Regions from separate parts of the Mus musculus genome. Here regions 1 and 2 are each linked to region 3. Evidence: chromatin contacts called from public promoter capture Hi-C data. All regions are on one chromosome and are shown on one strand. Each heading gives the region's core, a stretch centred on a gene start, on an enhancer-like site or on the middle of the called end of the contact. The rest is flanking DNA. Distances are from core to core; before and after follow the strand shown. Region 1 holds the start of Pmf1 (polyamine-modulated factor 1). Region 2 holds the start of Hcn3 (hyperpolarization-activated, cyclic nucleotide-gated K+ 3). Region 3 holds the start of Rps27 (ribosomal protein S27).

Region 1 (3,440 bases), core at 518-3,017, 1.8 Mb after region 3:
TAGCTGAACATCTGTGAATGAGCCAACTCACCCTCATAGCTCAGTCTGCTGTCAGACCCCACTCCTTGGAGAAGTGGAAAACTGTGACACAGATCCCAATTCTTTATCCCCCTTCCCTGTCCCTCAGGCCCGGGAACCGCATGAGCTGCTGGCCTTCATTGGCCCAGGTGACTACAGTAGAGGGGCATAGTTATAAGTGGGTCAGACTTACTAGAGAACACTGTCCTTGGAACTTTGCCCTGAAGCCAGGTTGGGAAAGAGCCACTGGCTTGGATGTGTGTTCCTCACTCTTATCTCCTCAGGCCAGCTGAGCCAAGCCCTGGAGGTACAACGGAGGTTCTGAGCCCGAGGCAGCAGTGCCACAGGCACACCTGCCACCCAGATGAATAGCAACAGGTGTCTCACAGTGGGACTCTGGAATATGAACTATCCTTTTTTTTCTTGTCCTTGGTTGTGAAGTATCATCCCAGTCATGGTACCCTGTGCTGGCAACAGAAAAAAAAAAAAAATACAGTCAGGAAGGCACCCAAGGCCAGGTCCACCTGGTTACCAGCCTCTTACTGCCAAAACCATTGATGCTTTCCTCAGGAGCGTCCCTCTTCCCTGCCTCTACTGAGCCTGTGTTGGTGGCAGAGAGGCACATCCAGGAATGGGAGGGAAGAAAGCAGGCAGATCTTGCTCTTCAGCCTGGGAGATGCTTGGGAAATGCCATGGTGCCAAATTGGAAGGTGCTAACTGAAGCCTTCATGTTTCTCACGGCTGCTCCACATTCTTCCATCCTGACTTGACCCAGTCTCCACACACACACCTCCTACTACTCGCTGTAGTCTGTATTTGTTTCCTTCTGAGCCCTCTACTAATGTCTCAGCATTTTGGTTTGTTTTTTGAGACAGGGTCTCATATATCCCAGGCTGGGTTTGAATTCATTATGTAGCAGAGGGTAGCCTAGAACTCTTCATCTTCCTCCACCTCCTAAGTTCCAGGTTTACAGGACGCCGCCAGGCCCCACTTCCTGCACTTTATTGAGAGAGCCCTTCAATCTTGCCCATAGTCATCTGAAGGGTGAAGCCCACAGATCATTTTAAATCCTTTCGCTCCTCACCTCTACCTTAAGACCTATCAATACAGTGGAGCAAGGGCCCCTCTCAGGCTTTCACTATCAAGACCTTTGTGATTGGACAGCTCTGCTCTTTGGTCTTTCCTAACGGGGCAGAGTGTGGACATAGGTTCCTCCCACCTTTCATACCTTAGGTTACTCCTTCCCGACTTTTCTTGTCCGGTGTTTAAGCCTCTCCCTTTCTTGTCCTATCTCCCTTTCCTTCTTTCCCCTTGTGTTTGAAAGGACCTTGGATATAAAGGTAAAAGGCACCCCCGTGTCGGAACTCCTACTCTCCCAAGGTCAGGGTCTGGGATTGGCCTTGGTGAAGATGAGCCAGTGGGCGGCCATTTTTCCAAAACTGGAGACCAAAACAGCTAGAAATGTTGACCCATTGGTCAACACACAAATTAGAAACTCGGCAAGACAGGAGGGCTGGATAGAGGCACATGGGAAAGAATGCACATTCAGCATTAGCTAGAAATGGACTCGAGGAGATTAGCTGCGAATATTCACTGTTGCACTGTATGAGATCTTTGAAATGTAATTAAAAGTTTTTATTGAGCCCCTAAACTCTGGCTTTTGGGTTTTGTTTTCTGCCCTTCCCCCCCTCCCTCCCCCCGGAGCTGAGAACTAATTCCTCGTCCTCGGCCACTGCCCCGCCCCATCCGGCTCCGTGACGGGCATTCCGCGGCCTCCAATCGGAGGTCCTGTTGGGAGGAGCTGCAGGGCCAGTTTATTTTGGCGGTTCAATTTCAACATGGCTGAGGTGAGCCGAGATAGCGAGGCTGCGGAAAGGGGGCCTGAGGGCTCCTCTCCGGAAGCTGTGCCAGGGGACGCGACCATCCCCAGGGTGAAACTCCTGGACGCCATAGTAGACACTTTCCTCCAGAAGCTAGTCGCCGACAGGAGGTAGGTGGCGACCAATGGGGAGAGGTGGCGGGAGGTCTGTCGCAGGATCGTAAGTCCCGCGAGATACGCTTGGCGCAGTCACGTGGGCGACCCGCCGCGGTGGAGCAGGGCTGCTCCCCTGAAACCTCTCGCCGCGGTTTGCGGAGGAGTAGAGGGAAGGTCGGATTGCAGTTGCTGTCTTCTCCACCGTCCCGCAAGGCAGCAGCCTGGGGCCCGCGGCAGCCTTAGGGCAGCCGACGTCCTTCCCCAGAGGTCATCTGCTTACGTAGACCTAACGCGCCAGGGCGCCAGATGAGCGCAGAGCTCTGCTGGCTGGAGCGCGCGGGAGGTGGCAAGCACTGAGCTTGCAGTCTTTTTTTTTTTTTTTTTTTGAGAAAGGATTTCTCTGTAGCCCTGGCTGTCCTGGAACTCACTCTGTAGACCAAGCTGGTCTCGAACTCAGAAATGAGTGGCTGTCCTTACAGGCTGGTGTGCCAGGCCTCATAACCAGGAATGTCCTGGGCTCAGTGGTAAGAGCACTCGTTGATCTTGCAGATCTTGCAGCGCACCTACATGGTGGTTCACACCCACTTGTAACTCCACTTCCAGGGGATCTGACACTATTCTGGTGGGCATTAAGCATGTACATGGTGCAAATACATACGTGCAGGCAAAATACCTAGACATAAACATGACCGAATCAAATTAACATTTTAAAAAAAGGAATGTTAGCCGGGCAGTGGTGGCGCAAGCCTTTAACCCCAGCACTTGGGAGGGAGAGGCAGGCGGATTTCTGAATTTGAGGCCAGCCTGGTCTACAGAGTGAGTTCCAGGACAGCCAGGGCTACAGAGAAACCTTGTCTCAAAAAAAAAAGACTATAGGCTCAGTGCTCGCCACCTCCCATGCCTTCCCGCTCCAGCCAGCAGAGCTCTAGTGACTTCCACAGTGACTAGAGGAAGACTGGACATGCTGGCTTCAGGTGGACCTCAAATTCTTGCCCTGCTGTCCTTTTCGTTGGCCTGGCTAAGGCCCAACTGCCAGAAGTGCCAATCTTAGGTTTCACAATATAAAGATGCAGTCGCACATGGCCCTGCTATCTGCACTCCCCTGCCTTGTCTCTCCAAAAGCGAAATCTTTTTTTTTTTGGTCCTGGCAGTCTCCTGGACCTTCTGAAACAGTCTTTCTCTTTAGCTGCAGCAAGCAAGGGATTCCTTTTCTGTGTCTTGTGACATTTGAACCTGCCAGAAGAGACTGGGTTGGTGGTATTAGTGGAGCCCAGGGTAAAGGCCAGTTAGTACTATTCAGAGAGAAGCCAGGTCTCCCACCAGGACACAGTGCAGCCAGCAGCTTGTTACAGAGGAGTGGGTCCCATGAGGCTGAGGGGCTAAGGTCTTACCATATCCTGATCCAGTGCTATGGCCTGGGATGCTCTAGGCAGGGTGTGATTTATAT
Region 2 (3,496 bases), core at 3-2,502, 1.1 Mb after region 3:
AGACACTTGGAAGGACTTTAAGAAAACTGAACAGTGTCATGTGGATGTAGAAAGTGTACTTGGAGACTGAAACATGAATTTGTCTAGGAGAATTTGGTGAAGACTTCTTTTTTTCTTTTGAGACAGTCTCTTTATGTATCCCTGGTTGTCTTAGCACTTACAATATAGCCCAGGCTGGTGTCAAATTCACAGAGATCCACTTGCTTCTGCCTTCCAAGTACTGGGATTAAAAGACTGCAACACCAAGTCCAGCAGACTTTGAAAATTATTAAAAACTTCTGAGACCAGGTAGAGTGGCACACATTTGTAATCCCAGTGCTTGAAATTCAGAGGAAGATCAGAAGTTCAAGACCAGCCTGAGCTACAGCCCATGTCAAAAACAAAATGTAAACTTCTTGAAATAATTTAGTTGGAGATTATGACGGTTTATCTCAGGCAGTGGCTGTAAGAAGAGGAAAGAAGCTGGGTGGTGGTGGTGCATGCCTTTAGTCCCAGCACTTGGGAGGCAGAGGCAGGCGGGTTTCTGAGTTCGAGGCCAGCCTGGTCTACAAAGTGAGTTCCGGGACAGCCAGGGTTACACAGAGAAACCCTGTCTGAAACAAAACAAAACAAAACAAAACAAAACAAAAAAGTTGTTCTACACGTAAAGCTCAGAAAGGCATGTAGTATGGTATTTCCTTGGTTGTTGATCTGTTTATGGAGATGAACCATTGACTTAGCTAAGATTTCTGTGCTCAGTTTTGCATCCTCAGCATGCACTCAGTGAATGGTTTTGCTAAAGGTTGTCTTAATGAATTAGGAAACACATACTACAGAAAGCAGTTTAGAGGATCTCTGGCATAGCAAGACTCCTAGGAGAGTGCTGAGAAAGGACATGGTCAGAACAGATTCCCATTCTGTCCCTGACCCTCAGGAGGTCCCCAGGCTGCATATGCCCTAGTGAGTTTCCCGCCTCCAGAAGCAAGCTGAGCACTCCCACCACACAGACACACAGACACACACACAGACACAGACAGACAGACAGACAGACAGACAGACAGACACACACACACACACACACACACACACACACACACACAGCACCCACCCACCCTCAGGACCCCTAAGCCACGCCCTCTCGGGAAAGTGTGGGCAGCAGTTGTGCCAGCGGCCCGCCCCGCCCCGCCCCGCCCAGTCTCACGCAGCCCTCGCCAGGGGGCGCAGCTCTCGCACGTCTGTCGCCTGCACACGCCCCCTGTGCCCCGGGCGCACGCGGGTCGGAGCTCCCCTGCCTGGGCTGCTCTCCCAGAGACTTGCGCGCCCGCCATGGCCCTGGACCGGTTGGGGAGGCCCTACGAGTGAGGGCAATCATGGAGGAGGAGGCGCGGCCGGCGGCGGGGGCCGGCGAAGCGGCGACCCCTGCACGCGAGACGCCTCCTGCGGCTCCGGCCCAGGCCCGCGCGGCCTCAGGTGGGGTGCCGGAGTCTGCGCCCGAGCCGAAGAGGCGGCAGCTCGGGACGCTGCTGCAGCCGACGGTCAACAAGTTCTCTCTCCGGGTCTTCGGCAGCCACAAAGCAGTAGAAATCGAGCAGGAGAGGGTGAAGTCCGCCGGGGCCTGGATCATCCACCCCTACAGCGACTTCCGGTACGGGGGGCTCAACGGGGAGAGCGAGGGACACCAGTGCTACCGGCCGGGTGGAGTCACCTCCCCCAACCCAGCCTGGGAATTCCTAGGCGGGTTTCCCCGAGGTCCTCAGTGTTTTGTCAGGTTAGGGAAGCATAAGGGACAGCGAACATCAGGTAATCTCCGAGGACTTAGTGCACCCAATGCAGGAACCTCAATGACCACAGAGAGCATCGGAGTTTGGAAACCTTGCCTCTTTTCAGTACTGTTTTCTGGGGATGTGGGAAATTATATCATGCCCCAAAGCTTGGAGACCTGAGGAAGAAGCCTAGTTCCACTCTCTACCACGCTTTAACCACACACCGAGCACTTGCCCAGTTCAGTAGAACAGATCAGGGACGCTGGGAACGCTGGAGAAGAACAGGGGTCAGTCGGGTCCACAGCTCTGTTTGCTGTCCGTGGTGCTGAAGGCGGAATGCGGCTGGGCGGGGCGGGTACTCAGAAAGATTGGGAAGGAAAGCAGGGGCTCAGCCACCGCCCAGGTGTTTCCCGGAGAGAAAAGGGACAGAGAACTGGGATGTAGCCATTTCACTGTCCCCTTCAGGCTGTACGTCTACATCAAGGTCGCTAGGGGAGAAAATCAGCCCTGCCCTTGGGGACAGTGAAGGACAGCTTTCAGTTGAAGAAATGAGGTGTGTCTCTGGAGCTTGGAAACACAATCGGAGGCCCAGACAGTATCTTCCATTCTCAAACATTCACTCCCTGTAAATAGTCCCCTATTCTGCGTTGTTCTTTCCAGTCCTCTTTATTCTTTCGCTCTCACCTGCCTATCTGTTCTCCAGCAGATCCCCTCCCCTCCCCCAGTTCACCCTCAGACATATCCCCAGAAGCCATATCCCCCTCAGAGTTGTGTTGCTTCGCAGTCCTCTACCACATCACCCGCTGGGCTTGTGACTGCCTGTGAGTCAGGCTGTGAAGATGCTCTGATGGCGCGGCCAACCTTTCCTCCTCTCTCCCAGTGTCTCACAGTGCAAGATTTCTCCTCTGCAGCTGTGGAAGGGGAGGAAGAAACATCAGGGGTTTGTTGCTGAGTGAAAACATTCAAGTCTGAGGGGCATTCGGGGGTGGGTCTGGACTTGGGAACTAACAAGCTTTTTTGGAGGTTGAGAGGATTGATTTTTGCAATCAGAATCAGAAGGGACTGTGTTTAGGACTTACGCTGGGATTAGCCCTGAAACCGTCATGTGTGCTCCAGTGTTTTTTGTTTTTTGTTTTTTTCCTCTGAATGTTGTCCCCTGCTCCCCTCCTGACCTCATATCTACAGTTTCTTCTGAGGCAATGTAGCTTGTCCTTGCGCATCTTAGCACAGGTAGCCTGGAGGAGGGAAGGGGTGCATAGCTCAAGCCTCGATGCCTTGGGATCTCCCAGGGAATCCTCTATGTGCATAGCCCATCTGTGGAGGGGGATGGGCATCCCTGAAAGGCCCAGTTTAAATGAGTACAGGGTAGCCTCTTCCCGTCCCCACCCCCACCAAGGATGGCAGTTCCTCACCTACAGGAAATCATCATTCCTGTTCTCATGTTGGAGTGGGGATGATAGAGAAGGGAAGGACAGCCTAGACTAGAAATAGAGACCTGGAGACGGGAAAAGAATTTCCAGAAGTCTGGAGATAAAGAGATAAAGAGTGTATGCACCATAGCAACAGCTACAGTGTAGACAGCACTGCTGAGCCTGACAGCCCAGTGAGGTCAGCGCAGGCTCCCTAGTTTTAGAAAATTACAAAACAACCTTGGTGCTAGTATATGTGTGTGTGTGTGTGTGTGTGTCTGTGTGTGTGTGTGTGTGTGTGTGTGTGCGCGCATGTGAGTGTGTGTGCATAGGTGTGTTTGTAGC
Region 3 (3,886 bases), core at 248-2,747:
CTCATCCCCTGCATTTTCATACTTCTGCTCACATGATAAATTGCAGATGTACAAGTATTATAAGAAATTATTTTCAGTCTAGGAAAAGGAATGAATTTCTTTCTTTCTTTTTTTTTTTTTTTTTTTTTTTTTGAGACAGGGTTTCTCTGTGTAGCCCTGGCTGTCCCGGAACTCGCTTTGTAGACCAGGCTGGTCTTGAACTCAGAAATCCGCCTGCCTCTGCCTCCCAGGTGCTGGGATTAAAGGCGTGCACCACCACACCTGGCCATGAATTTCATTTTTAAACCTAGAATCTATTTCCCAAGATATCTCTGCCATGTATATTGCCAAAATCCAAAATCAACATGCATTCATTTAAGCATGGACTATTTATTTATTATTTTATTTATAGACACTTGAATTCAGAGATCCACCTGCCTCTGTGTTGAGCAGCAAACACACAAATTTGTACAATGTGGTAATGGTTACAGCAGCTCCATAGTTAAATAACATACTTTTTGTTTTGATTTGGTTTTTAGAGACATCTCTTGTAGTTCTGGCTGTCCTACAACTTGCTAGATCAGGCTGGCCAGAACTCAGTCTCTTCCATGCTTTGCCAGAATGCAGTGATAAAGGTGTGACCAACCTCGTCTGGCCTTTAATTAGCACTTTAAAAGCAATGCACGTGTCAAGTGGTGTAAGGATATTTGATTTTATTCCTCAAAGGTAAAGAATTGTAAGAATACAAAGTCGGGCTCTATCTTTAGCACTGGAAAACAGCAGCAACAACAAAACAATAAAGGTAAACAATAGGGTTAGCTGCAGTGGAGCAAATATGAACAGGATTTGATTTTGTTGTTTTTTCAGACAGGGTCTCCTGTAGTCCACTCAGACCTCAAACTTGCTAGGAAGCCCAGTGCCTAGAATGATTTTGAACTCCTCGTCCTCCCGCTTCATCCTCTGAAGTTCTGAGATTCCAGCCTTGAGCCACTGACAGCACCACTGCGCCCTGCCCAGTTTACGCTTTGCACATTCTTAGCACGCACTCTACCTACCAGCGTAGTACACCCCCAGCTTCAAGCAGGTATCTCATTTTTTAAAAAAAAAAACCTATTTACGTCTAGAATTATTAATCAGCGTAAATCAAACCAACTGGAAAATGGTAAAGACTATCAATAACTAAAAATGTCATGGATAAAAGCTTCTCGCTGGTGTTCACCTGTGATGTTCCCATCACACTCCAGCTGTCAAAGCGTAGTCGGAAACTACGTGAGAAAAAAGTATCCATTTTTCTCGCCACAGCAGCTAAATTCTGAACTCAAAATAGAAGCTAACTCTCTCACCATGGCTACGCGCCCGCGACGCGAGGAGCCTTTACGGACCTTCTACAAATGGCAGTCAACGGGCATTCCGTTGCATTCGAACAGAGTAGAAGACCTTCCGAAGATGGCGAAGCAACACGGCTCGTCACTTCCTGTCCCATATCAGATATAAGGAACAGGATTTCCGCTTTCGCTCCTTTCCGGCGGTGACGACCTCCCTACGAGAACATGCCTGTGAGTTCCTTGGTCCAGGTTTCGACAGAGAACTCGCTCTTGGGTCCGCACGGTCCTCTTGCGCTAATTGCGGGTCCTACAGGGTCCACATGTGCGCTCTGCGTCTCTTAGGACAGTAACCAGAGCCGCGGCGGCCCACGGGTCAGCCGCGTAGACGGGAGCGGAGAGGAGATAAGATGGCGGCCCAGCTACGCAGACACCAGGGGCGGCGAGGGGCGAGTTCTCCTCGGTGTGTGCCAGTGGGGGCTCTTTCCCATCATCTCTTTCCTCCATTACCTTCTAAGTCTTTGCATTTCTGCCCCTTTTAGCTCGCAAAGGATCTCCTTCATCCCTCTCCAGAAGAGGAGAAGAGGAAACACAAGAAAAAGCGCCTGGTGCAGAGCCCCAATTCCTACTTTATGGACGTGAAATGCCCAGGTAAGGAAGTGGTTTTCAGCTGTGCGGGAAAACTAAACTGTACTAATGGTTGTAACTTAATTTTTGATTTTATTACGAGTTCAGAAGTGGTAACTTGGAGAGGAATAAAAGAAGTTAACATTTTTCTTCTCTTTTTTTTTCTTCCCAGGATGCTATAAAATCACCACGGTCTTTAGCCATGCACAAACGGTAGTCTTGTGTGTTGGCTGCTCCACTGTCCTCTGTCAGCCTACAGGTGGAAAAGCAAGGCTGACAGAAGGTGAGTGGTCTCAGTGTTGGGGTTTTGTTTGGCTTTGGGGTCCTAAGGTGAAAGGCTGAGTAGAATGCAAGGCTTCCGGCTGGTAAAGCCAGCTGCACTCCTGTTAGGAAGGTTTAGCACTCTGCAGATGAGGCAGGGTCAGTGGCAGGCAGAAGTAACGTTTGCATCTTTTTCTTCCAGGATGCTCCTTCAGGAGGAAGCAGCACTGAAAGCCCCTGATTGAAGATGAGTGGGAACCTTCCCAATAAACACGTTTTGGATATATAATGTTTGTCTTGTTTAACTGGTAGCAAGTGGTGCCTCACATATCCCAGGGCAAACAGAAGAGTGGTCCCTTTGGGGTCAAGTAAGTGGCCAAACACCTAGAGTCCATTGGGGGCATTTTTATCTAGATTCACTGTATAAATCTTAGACCATGGTTTAAAACTGGTGATAGTGTATAATTGGGCTTACTCTTCTATGTCTTTTTGGTAGTAACTTTTAGCAATGGTTATTGGAAACATTGTGTCATACAAAGGTGTGTGACAGTGGGGACTGTCTTTATTTAGGGATAATGGTACCCAGGCTGCTTTAATCCCAGTGCCTGAGAAGCAGAGGGTTACTGTTTTTCTGTGTGTTGTTGAGATGGCCTTAGGTAGCTTCAAGTGTATGTGACAGGATACCTGTCAAGTGATGGCATTGTAGGTGTGTACTGCTGTTGCGGTTTTTGTGGTGCTAGGAACAGACAGACACCGAGGGCTTCGGGAATCCAGCCTCAGAAATGTAATCTTTACACACGTGACTTAACCACCTAGGAGCTTTTATTTATACTTACTACAAACTTGATCTGGAGGTTTAGTTTTGTAGTTAGCTACTAAACTTGTGCAGGATTAGGCATCTCCAGTCCTCTACAGTTAGAGGGACGCTGACTACTAGGTTAGTGTTTTATACTCCATAACCAGTGTTGTAGCCGACTCTGCACTAGTGGTGGCCGTGAGCTCAGGAAGTGAGGGGGGGAACATGTGGCCGTGTAAGAACCTAGGAGAAAAAAAAAAGCGAGACAATCAAGGTGGTAACTTGGAGACGGACATATCTGAACTTGCGGAGTGAGGGCAGGTCTTTACCTGGCTGAGTTGTTCCTGTTGTTGGCACATAAACAACTGGAATAGTCTGAACCTTGTTCAGGAAGGCATTGTGTGCTGGAGAAAGGAAATGCCACAAAAAGGGCTTATGTGATTGTGCGCTTGCGGAAAGGCCTCAAAGATTACAGTCCATTCAGAAGTGAGATTTAAGGGCCAGCCAACAGACTTTAACAACAAGCCTGTCTTAAGTCCCCAAAACCTACATGGTAGAAGAGGGAGGTTTTTTCCCAAGTTGTCTTTGACTCCCACACTTGTGTCAGGGCATGGTTGTGCTACCTTCTTCCCTAACCCAAGCAAGTAATTGTAAGAAAAGGTTTTTTGTTGTTGTTATTTTGTTTTGGTTTTTTTCCAGACAGGGTTTCTCTGTAGCCCTGGCTGTCCTGGAACTCACTCTGTAGACCAGGCTGGCCTCGAACTCAAGAGATCTGCCTGCCTCTGAGTGCTGGGATTCTGGGATTAAAGGCGTACGCCACCACACCTGGCTGTAAGAAAAGTTTTTAAATAAAATGAGGTTTAAGTGTTAGTATAAAAGGAATGCTTTCAGTTAGTCTACC

The links. Promoter capture Hi-C pulls out the DNA fragments that hold promoters and counts their contacts. Capture Hi-C pulls out chosen DNA fragments and counts their contacts.
Region 1: a contact with region 3 is called in a promoter capture Hi-C map of liver, with 4 times the contacts expected there. The contact joins the promoter of Pmf1 here to the promoter of Rps27 in region 3. A contact is called at or near these places in 1 of 39 promoter capture datasets (liver) and 1 of 9 other capture datasets (liver).
Region 2: a contact with region 3 is called in a promoter capture Hi-C map of adipose tissue. The contact joins the promoter of Hcn3 here to the promoter of Rps27 in region 3. A contact is called at or near these places in 1 of 39 promoter capture datasets (pre-B cells) and 1 of 9 other capture datasets (adipose tissue).

The regions. Positions count from the first base shown.
Region 1 is chr3:88,408,724-88,412,163 of GRCm38.p6, reverse strand. Pmf1 (polyamine-modulated factor 1) reads left to right here and starts at 1,767. Exons shown (of 5, transcript NM_025928.4): 1 at 1,767-2,008. The coding sequence starts at 1,857. Slc25a44 (solute carrier family 25, member 44) reads left to right here. Exons shown (of 4, transcript NM_178696.5): 4 at 1-1,670.
Region 2 is chr3:89,157,913-89,161,408 of GRCm38.p6, reverse strand. It overlaps Hcn3 (hyperpolarization-activated, cyclic nucleotide-gated K+ 3), which reads left to right and starts at 1,252. Exons shown (of 8, transcript NM_008227.1): 1 at 1,252-1,624. The coding sequence starts at 1,350.
Region 3 is chr3:90,211,259-90,215,144 of GRCm38.p6, reverse strand. It overlaps Rps27 (ribosomal protein S27), which reads left to right and starts at 1,497. Exons shown (of 4, transcript NM_027015.4): 1 at 1,497-1,535; 2 at 1,844-1,952; 3 at 2,101-2,211; 4 at 2,392-2,478. The coding sequence starts at 1,530. The coding sequence ends at 2,420. It overlaps Nup210l (nucleoporin 210-like), which reads right to left. Exons shown (of 40, transcript NM_029937.2): 39 at 3,315-3,389; 40 at 2,994-3,228. The coding sequence ends at 3,128. It also overlaps a transcript of Rab13 not described here.